Linked DNA regions of Mus musculus: region 2 is linked to region 1. The links are chromatin contacts, called in public HiChIP or PLAC-seq maps. All regions are on one chromosome and are shown on one strand. Each heading gives the region's core, a stretch centred on a gene start, on an enhancer-like site or on the middle of the called end of the contact. The rest is flanking DNA. Distances are from core to core; before and after follow the strand shown.

Region 1 (5,996 bases), core at 2,387-4,886:
TGGGAAACAGGAACCTTGGTGTCCATTTCCCTTCCTCTTACCATCCCACAGCCAACCCATCAGGAAAGCCCGTGGCTATCTGCAGAACATGTCAGAGTCCCGCAACTTCTCACATCCCCATGGGGACTACCTGGTTCTAGATCTCTTGTTGGGTCAAGTTCAATTCCCTTCTCCCATCCTCCTGACATCCACTCTGCCCCTCTGAGGCCTGTTCTCAATGGGGAAGCCACCTGTGAGTGGGACCCTGATCCTCATTCTGTTCTAGGCCTCCCCTGGGCCATCTCCCTACCTAGAATATACTGGGTCCCTCTTGGACTGCTAGATGCTCAGGAGCTGGCCTGGTCTCTACTGTTCCGTAGACAACCTTAGGGTCTTGAGTGGGCCTCCCCTTGGCTTCTGACCATGTCCCCATGTCTGCAAAGATCCTGTTTCTTTCCCCTCCACCTTCCCTCACCTCTTCTTTTAGATCATTGTTCAGTGAGGTCTCCCCAGATTAATTTAGCTACAAAGCCACTCCCCAGCACTTTCCATCTCCTCCCTGGCTCACTCATCGCCTCTGACACACTGCCCTTGTCTATGTGTTCATTATCTGTCTCCTCGCCCAGACTCTAAGTCTGGGAGGGCAGGGATTTTCTCCCCTATTGTGCTCTTCTGTGTTAGAGTCTCGGTGCTTAGAACAATATCTGACAGATGCCAGACTCTCAATAAACAGTAGCCAAACGAATGGATAACCAAATCCTCTTTCACCAGGCAGTGAAGAACAGGATGGCAGGGGCATGCCTGTGCTTACCGCCATAGCCTAGGACTCAAGTCGTAAGAAATGCTCAGTAAATATTAGTTAACTACGTGCATGAGTGACTGGATAAATGGGCCAGGATACTGACTGTCTCCAAGGGCTGCCACTGGACACGTGTTCTGGCCTGAGCATGCAGGAGTAGGCAGGCCTATCCTCTCTGGAGATGCTTGCTTCCCTGGACCAGTCAGGTGCTCTGCAATAGCGGTCCTTGAGTATGTCTCTGGTAGGATCCTCCCAGGGCTCTGGAGAATTGCTTTGCCTCTTCCCAGCAACGTAGAGAATGGCTCCAGGTACCATGTTAACCCACACTCCGAGCTTCCAGGCCTTAGTCTGCTTCTGAGACTCCCCAGCAGAGAACCTAGTGCCAGGTGTGAAAGGACATGTGAGACTCCATGGTGTTGTGTGTCATCATGTAGAGGGGACCAGTAAGGTATGTGACAGCAAGGAGGCAAATGTCAAAAAGGAAGATGCTGCTAAACGGCTCAGTGACAAATCCTCATTGCAGGAAAGCACGGGACTAAGCCACAAGCCATGAGAATGCTGAGCCTTGGATGGGAGGGTGTATCTATGGGTCTATAGCTGTGTGCACTGGAAGCCTGCTAGACTCATACTTAGCCACCCCTTAATGGTGGTGACCCCAGAGTGGGGAGTGGGCTTAAAGGAAAACTCATGTTGCTCAGCTTGGCAGAGCATACCTTCAATCTTAGAACCCCAGAGGCAGAGGCAGGTAGATCTCTGTGAGTTCAAGGCCAGCATGGTCCACACAGTGAATTCTAGGACAGCCAGGGCTACAAGACCCTGTCTTAAGCAAGCAAGTAAGCAAGCAAACACACACACACACACACACACACACACACACACACACACACACACAAAACCAAAGAAAGAAAACTATGTTCTTTATTGACCTAACTTTTTTTTAAGTTTTCATCTTTAGCCCTCTCTATGGAAGTCCCCAAATTCATAGTAATGCCCCTGCCTCAGCTTTTCTAGTTCTGGGATTACACATATGAGCCATAATAATGTTTTTAAAAATTGTTTCTGTGACTATGTCAGGGCTTGGTCTCCACACATTGCTCCTGAGCTTCGAAGTGGGCAATGGCTTGGTCCTCAGGGCAATGAAAGGAGAGCAGATCGAATGGATGGTAGCTGATTCACCAGCTGAGTGGTGAATGCTATCGGTTCTCAACCTCCAACCCCCATTGACCCAAAAGCCTCACTCTGACATTGAAGGCTCTTGTCCTCTCAAGGCTAACCAGTCTCCCAGCATCCCCACACAGACACAGGTCAGCAAACTACAACCCATGTGATCCTTACAGCTTCAACTGGTTGAAGAGAAACTCCAAAAAATTTTACTATTTTATGACTAGATAAGAAAATGATAAGAAAGCCCACTTTTGGTGTCAAGTAATGGTTTGTATGTTTGTGTGTGTGTGTGTGTGTGTGTGTGTGTGTGTGTGTGTGTGTGTACATGCCTGGGTAAGGGTGCCTTAAAGGCTAGAAGATGATATTGTATACCTTCCTTTTCCATTGAGGCAGTTCTCTCACTGAACCTGGGGCTCACAGGTTCTCAGCTAAGCTGGCGGAAGCCAGCATGTCCCAGCAACCCTCCTACTTCCACTTAGCTCGGCACTGGAGTCACAGGCACCTGTGGGCATCTAGGGATGCCCTCTTTACTAGACGGGTGAAGGGCTGTGTGTCTGCTTCACCACTGGGGTACCAGAGAGCTGCTGGCAAGCAGCTCAGGGGAGACAGAACGCAATCCAAGGATCTCTGACCTGGACAGAAAGAAAGGCTCCAAGGGGCTTTAGACTGGCTGGAATGGCCAAAGTGTTAGAGCTCTCCAAAGGGAAGCTCATGCAGTGTCAGGGTTTCTCCCACTGCCATCATCTCAACGCCAAGGTGGGGAGTGGCTATGACTAACAACAAATGGCAGCTAGTAGCCGCAGCAGCAAGCAGGGGTGAGAGTCCAGCCTGCTGGGCAGATCCGAGGTCCAGCAATGAATGCTTCAGGAGAGAAAACTTCCCCAGAGTCTTACAGCTCAATAAAACAGCCACTCTCAGATGATTCTCAGTGAAATAACTTGTGTACTTTATCCATGTGGATAGGAATAAACATATACATTCCAGGCATAAGGAGGGGTCCAGAGTTAGATGCTTCGTGCTAGCTCAGTCTGGGATGTTAGGCATGCTCTATTTGTGTGGGGAAGGACTTCAGGTGTTGTCCCTATGTGATTGAGGTCCTCTCAATGGGGTGTCATGCTTACCTGTTCCAGGACAGGAAGAGCTTGGCAGGAAGCTGTTTCCAAGCCTGCTATTCTCAATGTTAAGATTCCCTGGGGTTTTAAACCTGCTCAACCTTACTAGTTCTTCTGTCTGCTGGCATGGTCCACTTGTCCCACAGACGGTGCTGGGATCTGCTGCTCGTAATTTCACATCAAATGATCTTAACTTCTGAGCCATCCTGCCCCCAAGAGTTCTGTTTGATTGATCCACAGTCACATCCACTCATTGGGGAGCTGCCCAAAGTTGTTCTCCAGTTACAAATGCAGAACTGAGCAGAGTTACAAAGTCTGAAATATTTACTGCGTGGCCCCTCCAGCATGTAACTTGCCTGCCCTGCAATGGGTCAGCTATGTGGTCTGGCACTCGGAACTTTTTTTTTTTTTCGTGTGTCCAGCCTTCCAAAGGTCCACAGTAAAAGAGCATTTTAAGTCTCTCGCAACGGTGGGCAGACTCCTCACCTGGTAACACTTTGAGAGCCTCTCTCCTATGGCTGGTGATGCCCATGGCTAGTACTCTGGCTGACTCATCCCTGGGTCATTCCTTTGGCATAGTCTTCAGGCAGCATTTGCTGAATCGCACAGACGGCTACTGTTGCTCATCTGGGAAACATAGCAGGCTTCTTGTGGGTTTTCCTGACTGGCTTCGGCGTGACTGTCCAGTACCACCTAGAAGAGAGCAGAGTTTTTGTTCTGGCAGGTAATCTAGCTATGTGTGGGACAGTGTGCCGTGGAGACTGCTAGCTCATGGGATTATGTCCTGGAGGGGGTCTCCAGGGGTTGCTAATCTGGGGACACCTATGACTGTCTTGGATGGTGACCTTGATGCTTGGTGGATGAGAAAAAGGACCTCCACGTTTGCACCATTCCTGTGATGACCTATGTACAGGCTCACTGTCACTGATTATGCCGGGGTTTCCTTTCCAGGACACAAGTCCAGCTGGATCCTGGGATCTCAAGGCAGGCCTCCTGGTTCACTGTGATTTGGGGGATCTTTGAGGACCCCAGACTACCATTTTGAGCCACTTACCCTGGAAAATACTTAAAGCCCCAAACTCTAGTTATTCCTCTCTAGCCAGCTTTTCTGGAAGGACTTGGGACTTTCCACACTGCTCAGTGGCTGAGGGTGTTCACACTGCTCTGTGGCTGAGAGTGTTCACACTGCTCTGGGATTGAGAGTATTCACAGTGCTCTGTGGCTGAGAGTGTTCACACTGTTCTGGGATCGAGAATGTTCACACTGCTCTGGGATTGAGAGTATTCACACTGCTCTGTGGCTGAGAGTGCTCACACTGCTCTGGGATTGAGAGTATTCACACTGCTCTGTGGCCGAGAGCCGGCCCTGGGATCAGCTAGTTGGGAAGGATGGTGACTGGTCCTTCTCAGCAGCACCCCAATGACTGATTTCTTTCTTTGAGAAAATTTTGTTTTGCATGTGTATGTGCGAGTGCACGCATGTATGCATGCTTGTGTGCACAGGCGCACGAAAGCCTCAGGCTGGCTGATGTCACCTGTCTCCCTCGATCAGTCTTTCCACCTTTTCTTAACTTCCTAGTTTCTTACTTAGCACAAACATCTTACTAACCCTGGAGATTTTACCGTGTGGTGAGCCAGCTTGTTCCAAGGATCCTCTGTCTTTGTCCCTGGGTCCTGGGATTATAGGCAAGCTGCCTTGCCTACCTGGTTTTTCACTTAGGTTCTAAGAAGCCGAACTCCTATCCTCATGCTTGCATGACAAGAACCTTACCAGCTGAGACATCTGCCTGCCCAGGACTGGGACGTCTGGGGTCCAAATTGGACTGAACTCTTCCCTCTTCACTCCTGGAGGCAGTGGCTTGCCTCTTCTTTCCTGATCCCTGGTTTTATGGGACAGTGTGGTGGGATTCCCTGAGACTGCTAACTCACAGGCCATGGGAGCCATTGTCCTCTGAAGGAACTCACAATCTGTTTGTGGCATTCCCTTGCTTTTCTACCATCAGGGACAGGGTAGCCTGGTATGGCCCAGGACTTGTTAGATGGTACTGGCCATGAGACTTGAGGCCTTTAAAAGAAACTCCATAATCTAGGAACAGGACGGCATGGCTCAGAGGGCTTCCAGATGTGAACTCTTGGGAATCGGAACAGAGGCTGGTGGGACAGCAGATCTTCCAGATGATTCTTTCCATCTCCACACCTTTCTACTGCCCACACCAGACAACCTCCTTTCCATGAGGCCACCGGAGAGGCAAGGGTTCAAATCCCAGCTTGACCACTTCTCAGTCGCTGAGTTGGGGCAAGGGGACGTTGGAGTACTTATCTGTGTGGCCCTGTGTTCAGAGTCTTCCTGAGAATAGAAGACCTAAGAAAAGCCAGGGAAATGAGAGATACCTGTCACAGACAGGATACTCCAGGGACGCTTCCTCAGGTCCAAGGGTTCACTGCATTGTGTGCCCAATAAATTGAGGAGGAGAAAAAGGACAGCTGAGCTTCCCCCCATCATGGGCTTTGTTGGGGTTTGCTAGGAGCTCCTCTGGATGCTCTAAGTACAGGATGGACCTGCTTTGAGGGTGGGGACTGGCAGAGTATGCACCATTTGGAGGTCTGCGGAGGAAATCACTGTGGGGCCGGGGTGGGGTGAACAGGGTGGCTCTGGACCACAGTCTGTGATCAGAGCAAGGACTGGGGTAGGTTTGGGGGAAGGGTCTACTCCTGCAGAAGCACTGCTGCGGCCCTGGGGTGGGAGGGAGAGTGCCAAAGTCCATGTTGGCACACACCTGTGATCCCCGCACTGCAGAAGCTGAGGCAGGAGGATGCTAAGTTCCAGCACGGCCACATAGCAATATTCTCTTCTAAACCAAAACAAAGCCCGAGAGGCTGCCATGTGGCTGGGGTGGGAGGGTGTGGTGATTTGAATGAGGATGCCCCCATATCTCTGTATGT
Region 2 (5,996 bases), core at 2,435-4,934, 690 kb after region 1:
AAATTTTATATTAATAAATTATTAATGTGTTTATGTGTATGGGTGTGCATGTGTCATTCTGTGTGTGTGTGTGTGTGTGTGTATGTGTGTGTGTAGGCCAGAAGACAATTTTGTGGAGTTGGTTTTTTTTCCTATCACCATTATGTGGGTTTGGGGGCTTGAGCTCAGATGGTCAGGTCTCTATGCCAGGAGCTTTTATCTGCTGAACCATCTCACTGGCTCCTTCTTATGATTTTGAGATATAGTCTCTTTGTGTAACCCAGGCAGGCTTTTAACTAGAGATGTCCTTGCCTTGGTCTCCTCATTGCTGGGATTACAGGTGCACACCTATAGGAGATTTAAAAATGAGTTCAGAATGCAAGGCATTTCCTTGGCAAATACTTCAAGCTCTTTCTTTTGGTAGAGCAGGCTACAGATTACCTGTGGGGAGGGAGGATTGGCTCTGAGGAGGAGTCTTCGGCCTTCCTGCTTGGGCTAGTTTGCCTGAGGACTTCTGGGAGCCCAGTGATCCTCAGGGCATGTAGGTACAAGCAAGAGCTAGGCATCTTCTGCCCTTTCCTACCTCCCCAACCAGGGAAGAAACAGTTACCAGATGTTCAGCTTCTGGCCCAACAGCTGCTGCTGAGAAGGGAGTTCATTCCTGCCCCCCAGGGCACCAACATCCTGTTTGCCTTCTTTGCACAACACTTCACCCACCAGTTCTTCAAGACCTCTGGAAAGATGGGTCCTGGCTTTACCAAGGCCTTAGGCCACGGGGTGAGTATGTGGGACAGGGAGGGAGTCTCAGGTGCCACATGCAGGCTATCATCAGAATCCATGTGATCTGAATGGACCGTTCTCTGACCTCAGGTAGACCTTGGCCACATTTATGGAGATAATCTGGAACGACAGTATCACCTGCGGCTCTTCAAGGATGGGAAACTTAAGTACCAGGTAGTGCTGGCATGGGGAGGGGACAGTGTGAAGGGTCTCCCTTGTTCTCTCTTATAAAGATGGCTGGGTAGGCAAATTGAAGAACTACCAGAGTGAAGGAAACCAGGAGGACAGAGAGTAAAGGCTGGGAGGAGTTAACAGGGCAAAAGCAAATAAAGAACGGGGTAGATTTCTGTGGCCTCCTGGGGATATTTTCATTTCCTTAGCTGTTTCACTCCCTGGAATGGGCACCATGATGGAACTTGTACACATGACTGAGTCAGTATCCATCTTAGCCATGGGCCCAACCATCAAGAAACCATAATCTATCAGGGGTCAAATACAGGATTACCAGGGTACAGGCAAACCACAGTCCAACAAATCATGAACCTGACTGTCTGGATATGGGTGAACCACAGTTTATACATACATGACTGTCAGGGTACAGGCTGTAGCAAGATTTCTTGTGTAAACCAGAGCTGTCCAACAGTAGTGTGAGCCTCATATGTAATTCAAATTTCCTAGTGGCTTCAGTAACAAAAGTAAAAAACAGATGAGATGGATTTTAATAGCATACTCTACTTGGGCTGGTAAGATGGCTCAGCTGGTAAAGGCACTTGCCACCAAGCCTGACAGCCAGTGTTTGATCCCTGGGAGAGATCTGATTCCTGCAAGTTATCCTCTGACCTCCACAGCTTTGCTTTGATACCAGGATGCTCTTGCCTCTGCACACAGACATAAATAAATGTAATACAAATTAAAAAGGTTCTCATTGGAGATGGCTCTCTCTAGATTTCATAAACTTTGTAATTGAATAAGTAGATTCACAAACCCAGTAGCTGAAACATCAGCTTTAAAAATGTAAAACTATAGGGCTGGAGAATTGAGTCAGCGGTTGAGAGCACCTGCTGATCTCGCAGAGAACCTGGCCTTGGTTCCCGGCATCCACATAGAGGCTCTCAACCTCTGGAACTCCAGCTCTAAATGATCTGATGCCCTCTTCTGGCCTCTGTGGCCATACTCACACTGGAGGCATACATACATACATACATACATACATACATACATACATACATACACACACATACATACATACATACATACATAGTATACATACAAAAAAATCTAAAAAAGGAGAATCTAAAACAAAATCAAGTAAAATCTAAACTAAATGAAATGAAGTTCTACAGTCTAGTCATATTTGGAGATTTGGAGCCACAGGTGGCTAGTGGCTTTCACACTGTATTCTGGAAACCTGAAAGATCTTAAGGAAAATTCATTGGGGCATCTTCAGAACGGAGAACGGCACTTGCATATGGCTTGGCAGTGTGTGTATTTGTGATACTCTTGTGATAACTGCCACCAACCAGTCGGTACCATTAGAGAGTCTGGAGGCTGAGACTGCTCCCCTATGAAGTTAAGGTTGCAAGGGAATTGAGGAAGCCAAGAACGGGCCATGGTCATCTTCTTGCTCCCTAGGGCATTTAGCTGTGAGAAGATTTGGAGGCAAGAAGATCCAGGGATTCCTAAGAGACGTCTGAGTGAGAGGAAGGGAGCTACTGTGGGTGATTCCAGACACCTCTTTAGGGGCATGTTGTATGGAGGTCTCCCTCTCCTCCTCCCCACTCCGTCTCTCAGGGGTATACTGATTGCTGTGTACCCAAGTGGTAAGGGCAAGAGTTGGCTTAGGGCAGGCACTTAGGGAGCAGCAGGCAGATGGGCCAGGGCTGAGGTAGTAAAGTCGGAACACAGGAGCCGGCTGTGGAGAGCTCCAAGACGGATCTTGGAGGAGGGCCAGAGTCAGGTTGCCAGGCGGCCTCATCCCACAGGTGCTGGACGGAGAGGTGTACCCACCTTCCGTGGAACAGGCGTCCGTGTTGATGCGCTACCCACCAGGTGTCCCGCCTGAAAGGCAGATGGCTGTGGGCCAGGAGGTGTTTGGGTTGCTTCCGGGGCTGATGCTCTTCTCCACGATCTGGCTTCGTGAACATAACCGCGTGTGCGACCTGCTGAAGGAGGAGCATCCCACGTGGGATGATGAGCAGCTCTTCCAGACCACTCGCCTCATCCTTATAGGTGAGCACATGCCCCGAGAGGCAGGAAAGCAGGGTTAGGACCCTGGTGTTACTGAACCTGGGGAGTCACAGCCTGAGCCCGAGCCAGGGTTTGGCTACCCATACTCAGGCCCAGGTCTCCAGGCTGTGGCTTCAGTTCCTACACGCGCTGACTTGCTATGAGCCTAGAAGGAAGGAAGGCTCTGAGTACATTTGATTGGTCACCTCAAACCCCAGTTTGTTTCTCCCTTGTGCTGTACCCAGTTTGGCCTTAAAGTCCTCAGCACACCAGCATCAAACCTCAGCTTACCCTACCCTCAGGAACCCCCAATTTCTCTCTCTCTGTCTATCAGCCTTTGTAGAATTTGGTAGATTCTAGGTGACTCAGGGACAAGATATTTTTGTGTCTCCTACGGGGGTGAGTCCATAACCTAAAATGTCAGATGGTTTCCTGCCTGGACCCTGCACCTCTGTCCAGACCAGGCTCTCCTTGTCTGAGTCACTACCTCTGGGTACAAGTGGGCATGGCTGGTTCCAATTATAGAGGCTAATTCACCGGCTTCTAGAAGAGTTGGTCACTGGGGATAAGAGTAGCCAGAGGAAGGACAGGCTGATTCTTCGGAAGTCTGTATAGCCCAGACCTTTACCAGAGAGGCCAGGCCTGTGGGTAAAGCAGCCCAGCAGGCTGCAATGTGAAGACACTGTTAATCAGACTTAGGACTTCAGCCGACCCATGTTGACACGGCTGAGGTTGCCAGTCCTATGTCAACAGCACAAATGCCTCTGTTGTCCCCTTCTCACATGACCGGATACATGATCATATGGAAATCGCATAGCGATTAATAGTGCCTACAGTTTACAGTCGAGGAAAGTGAGCTTTAGTAGGACAAATAACTCAAGCTCAATTGACTCAAGCTCAGATGCCTACATACCGAGAAGCTAGGATTGGAGCCCAGTTCTGCTAACCGCAAGTCCTGTGGCTCCAGGTCAGTTTACTAAAAAGCCAGTTTATCTGTTGGCTGATTGGTCCAGATAACAGCTTCCTCTAACGATCCAGCTGGCCAGTTTTTATATTGTTCTGGAATGTTCAAACGTAAGTAATCTTTCTTGGCTGTTTGCTTTGTGTATAGCTGCTGCCTAAGGGATTAAAGGGAACCCCCTGCCCATGAGATTCTGACATATATATCAGCACACCAGAAATGTATTACACTTAAACAAATGCTTAGGGCTGGGCTCCCTAGCTGTGTGGGGCTTTCTTTGGCTGCTGCAGCAGCAGCAGCTGTCAGATGGGCTCTCTGAAGCCCTCGTCCCTCACTGAGAGCTTCAGAGAAATGACATTCCTCACTAATACAATGTTGTGCTTTTGTATCTTTCAGAGTTTCTCAGCTTAAAATTTTTTTTTGAGACTAAGTCTTTTCATTTAGACCATTCTGGCATCAATGCTGAAACCCTCTTGCCTCAGCACCTCTTATGCCCCCCAGTTCTGGGTTTACAGGCTTGGCTTCTCCAGACCCTTGTCATGGTCTGTAGGAGGGAGGCTACATCAGGGTTGGGAAAATGATTCTTTTTTTATCTTTTAATTTATTTTAGATATTTTGGTATTTTGGCCTTCATGTATATCTGTGTGTCATGTGCCTGGCTGGTGTCCTTGGAGGTCAGAAGAAGGCACCAGATCCATTTGAACTGGAGTTACAGATGGTTGTGAGCCACCATGTGGGTGCTGGGAATTGAACCTGGGTCCCTGGGAAGAGCAACCTGTGCTCTTAACCTCTTAGCCGTCTCTCTCTCTCTAGCTCATGGAAACCAGTTCTTGAATGACTCTTTTCCTGGGTCTAAGGCCTGCCTATGGAGCAGCAGTACCCTTGTCTGGGTCTCTCAGTCAAGTCGGAGACAGTTCTGTTTTCACATCCCCTTACAAGGACACAAAGCAGAAGTGACCAAGGGGAGTAAATGAACTCCAGCATCAGCAAGGAGAGGAGAGCAAGCACTTTTCACGAGATGTTCATTTCCCATGCATTGAGCTCTGCTGACCTTGTTTCTTATCTTCCCCTTGTAGGAGAAACCATCAAAATTGTCATTGAGGAGTATGTGCAGCACTTGAGTGGCTATTTCCTGCAGCTCAAGTTTGACCCGGAGCTGCTGTTCCGAGCCCAGTTCCAATATCGAAACCGCATCGCCATGGAATTTAACCATCTCTATCACTGGCATCCACTCATGCCCAACTCCTTCCAAGTGGGCTCACAAGAGTACAGCTACGAGCAGTTTTTATTTAACACTTCTATGCTGGTGGACTATGGGGTTGAGGCACTGGTGGATGCCTTCTCTCGCCAGAGGGCTGGCCGGGTAAGCTTGAGAGAAACAGAGGCATCAGGGGTGGGCTCTGGGATACAACAGACTTGGTTCAAACTCCCCAGTTTCTTCATCTGTGGAATGAACACTCTGTTACTTCTACAGGTGGTTGTAAACATCCCTGTGTGAATTCTCTAATTTAGGTGACAGTGCCAGGTTTTATTAGTTACTTTCATGTTACAAGGACAGAAACCACTCAAAGGAGGAAGGGTTTGGCTTATAGTTTCAGGGGCATTACAATCTGTCACAGTGAGGAGGCCATGGCAGAGTGGCCCAATCTGTTGTGGCAGCAGGAGCTCAAGGCAGAGGTTGTTCACATTACAGCAGAGCAGGAGACAACAAGTTGGGAACCAGGGGCTGAGCTGTAACCCTCAAAGGCTGCTTTCTAGTGGTCCACTTACTTCAGCTTGGCCTCATCTTCTAAAGGTTCCAGCATCTCCAGTAGTGCCACCATTTGAGGAGCTAAAATAGAAACTTATGGAATACATTTCAGGTTCAAACCATAGCACAGGCATCACACCAGATGCCCAGGATATATATGGTGATGACGATGGATGTGGTTCGTGGACCCTGTCCCTTTGACATTCATCACACAGAAGAGAAACAGTCCTGTGACAGCTAGCATCATTTGAGGACTTGTTGTGTATAAGGGAACATGAAAAGTGCTTTCTAATGTCCTCA

Evidence for each region. HiChIP or PLAC-seq counts read pairs in DNA pulled down with a chosen protein or histone mark.
Region 2: a FOXA1 HiChIP or PLAC-seq map of pancreatic cancer cells shows a contact between it and region 1. The contact joins two enhancer-like sites. A contact is called at or near these places in 5 of 39 promoter capture datasets (HPC-7-derived erythroid cells, cranial neural crest, hippocampal neurons and 2 more) and 1 of 115 datasets of contacts at active chromatin or transcription factors (pancreatic cancer cells).

Annotation. Positions count from the first base shown.
Region 1 is chr2:35,546,670-35,552,665 of GRCm38.p6, forward strand. It overlaps Gm13446 (predicted gene 13446), which reads right to left. Exons shown (of 4, transcript NR_045894.1): 4 at 2,865-3,747. Among named protein-coding and RNA genes, the nearest start is that of Gm13446, 9.0 kb to the right of the region's middle. Within about 2 kb of position 3,637, at least 18 of the 459 cell types and tissues checked have an H3K27ac peak or open chromatin away from gene starts, as enhancers often do. A contact at or near this core is called in pancreatic cancer cells, where this site is marked.
Region 2 is chr2:36,240,022-36,246,017 of GRCm38.p6, forward strand. Ptgs1 (prostaglandin-endoperoxide synthase 1) reads left to right here. Exons shown (of 11, transcript NM_008969.4): 6 at 575-756; 7 at 850-933; 8 at 2,742-2,988; 9 at 5,023-5,309. Among named protein-coding and RNA genes, the nearest start is that of Ptgs1, 13 kb to the left of the region's middle. Within about 2 kb of position 3,685, at least 56 of the 459 cell types and tissues checked have an H3K27ac peak or open chromatin away from gene starts, as enhancers often do. A contact at or near this core is called in pancreatic cancer cells, where this site is marked.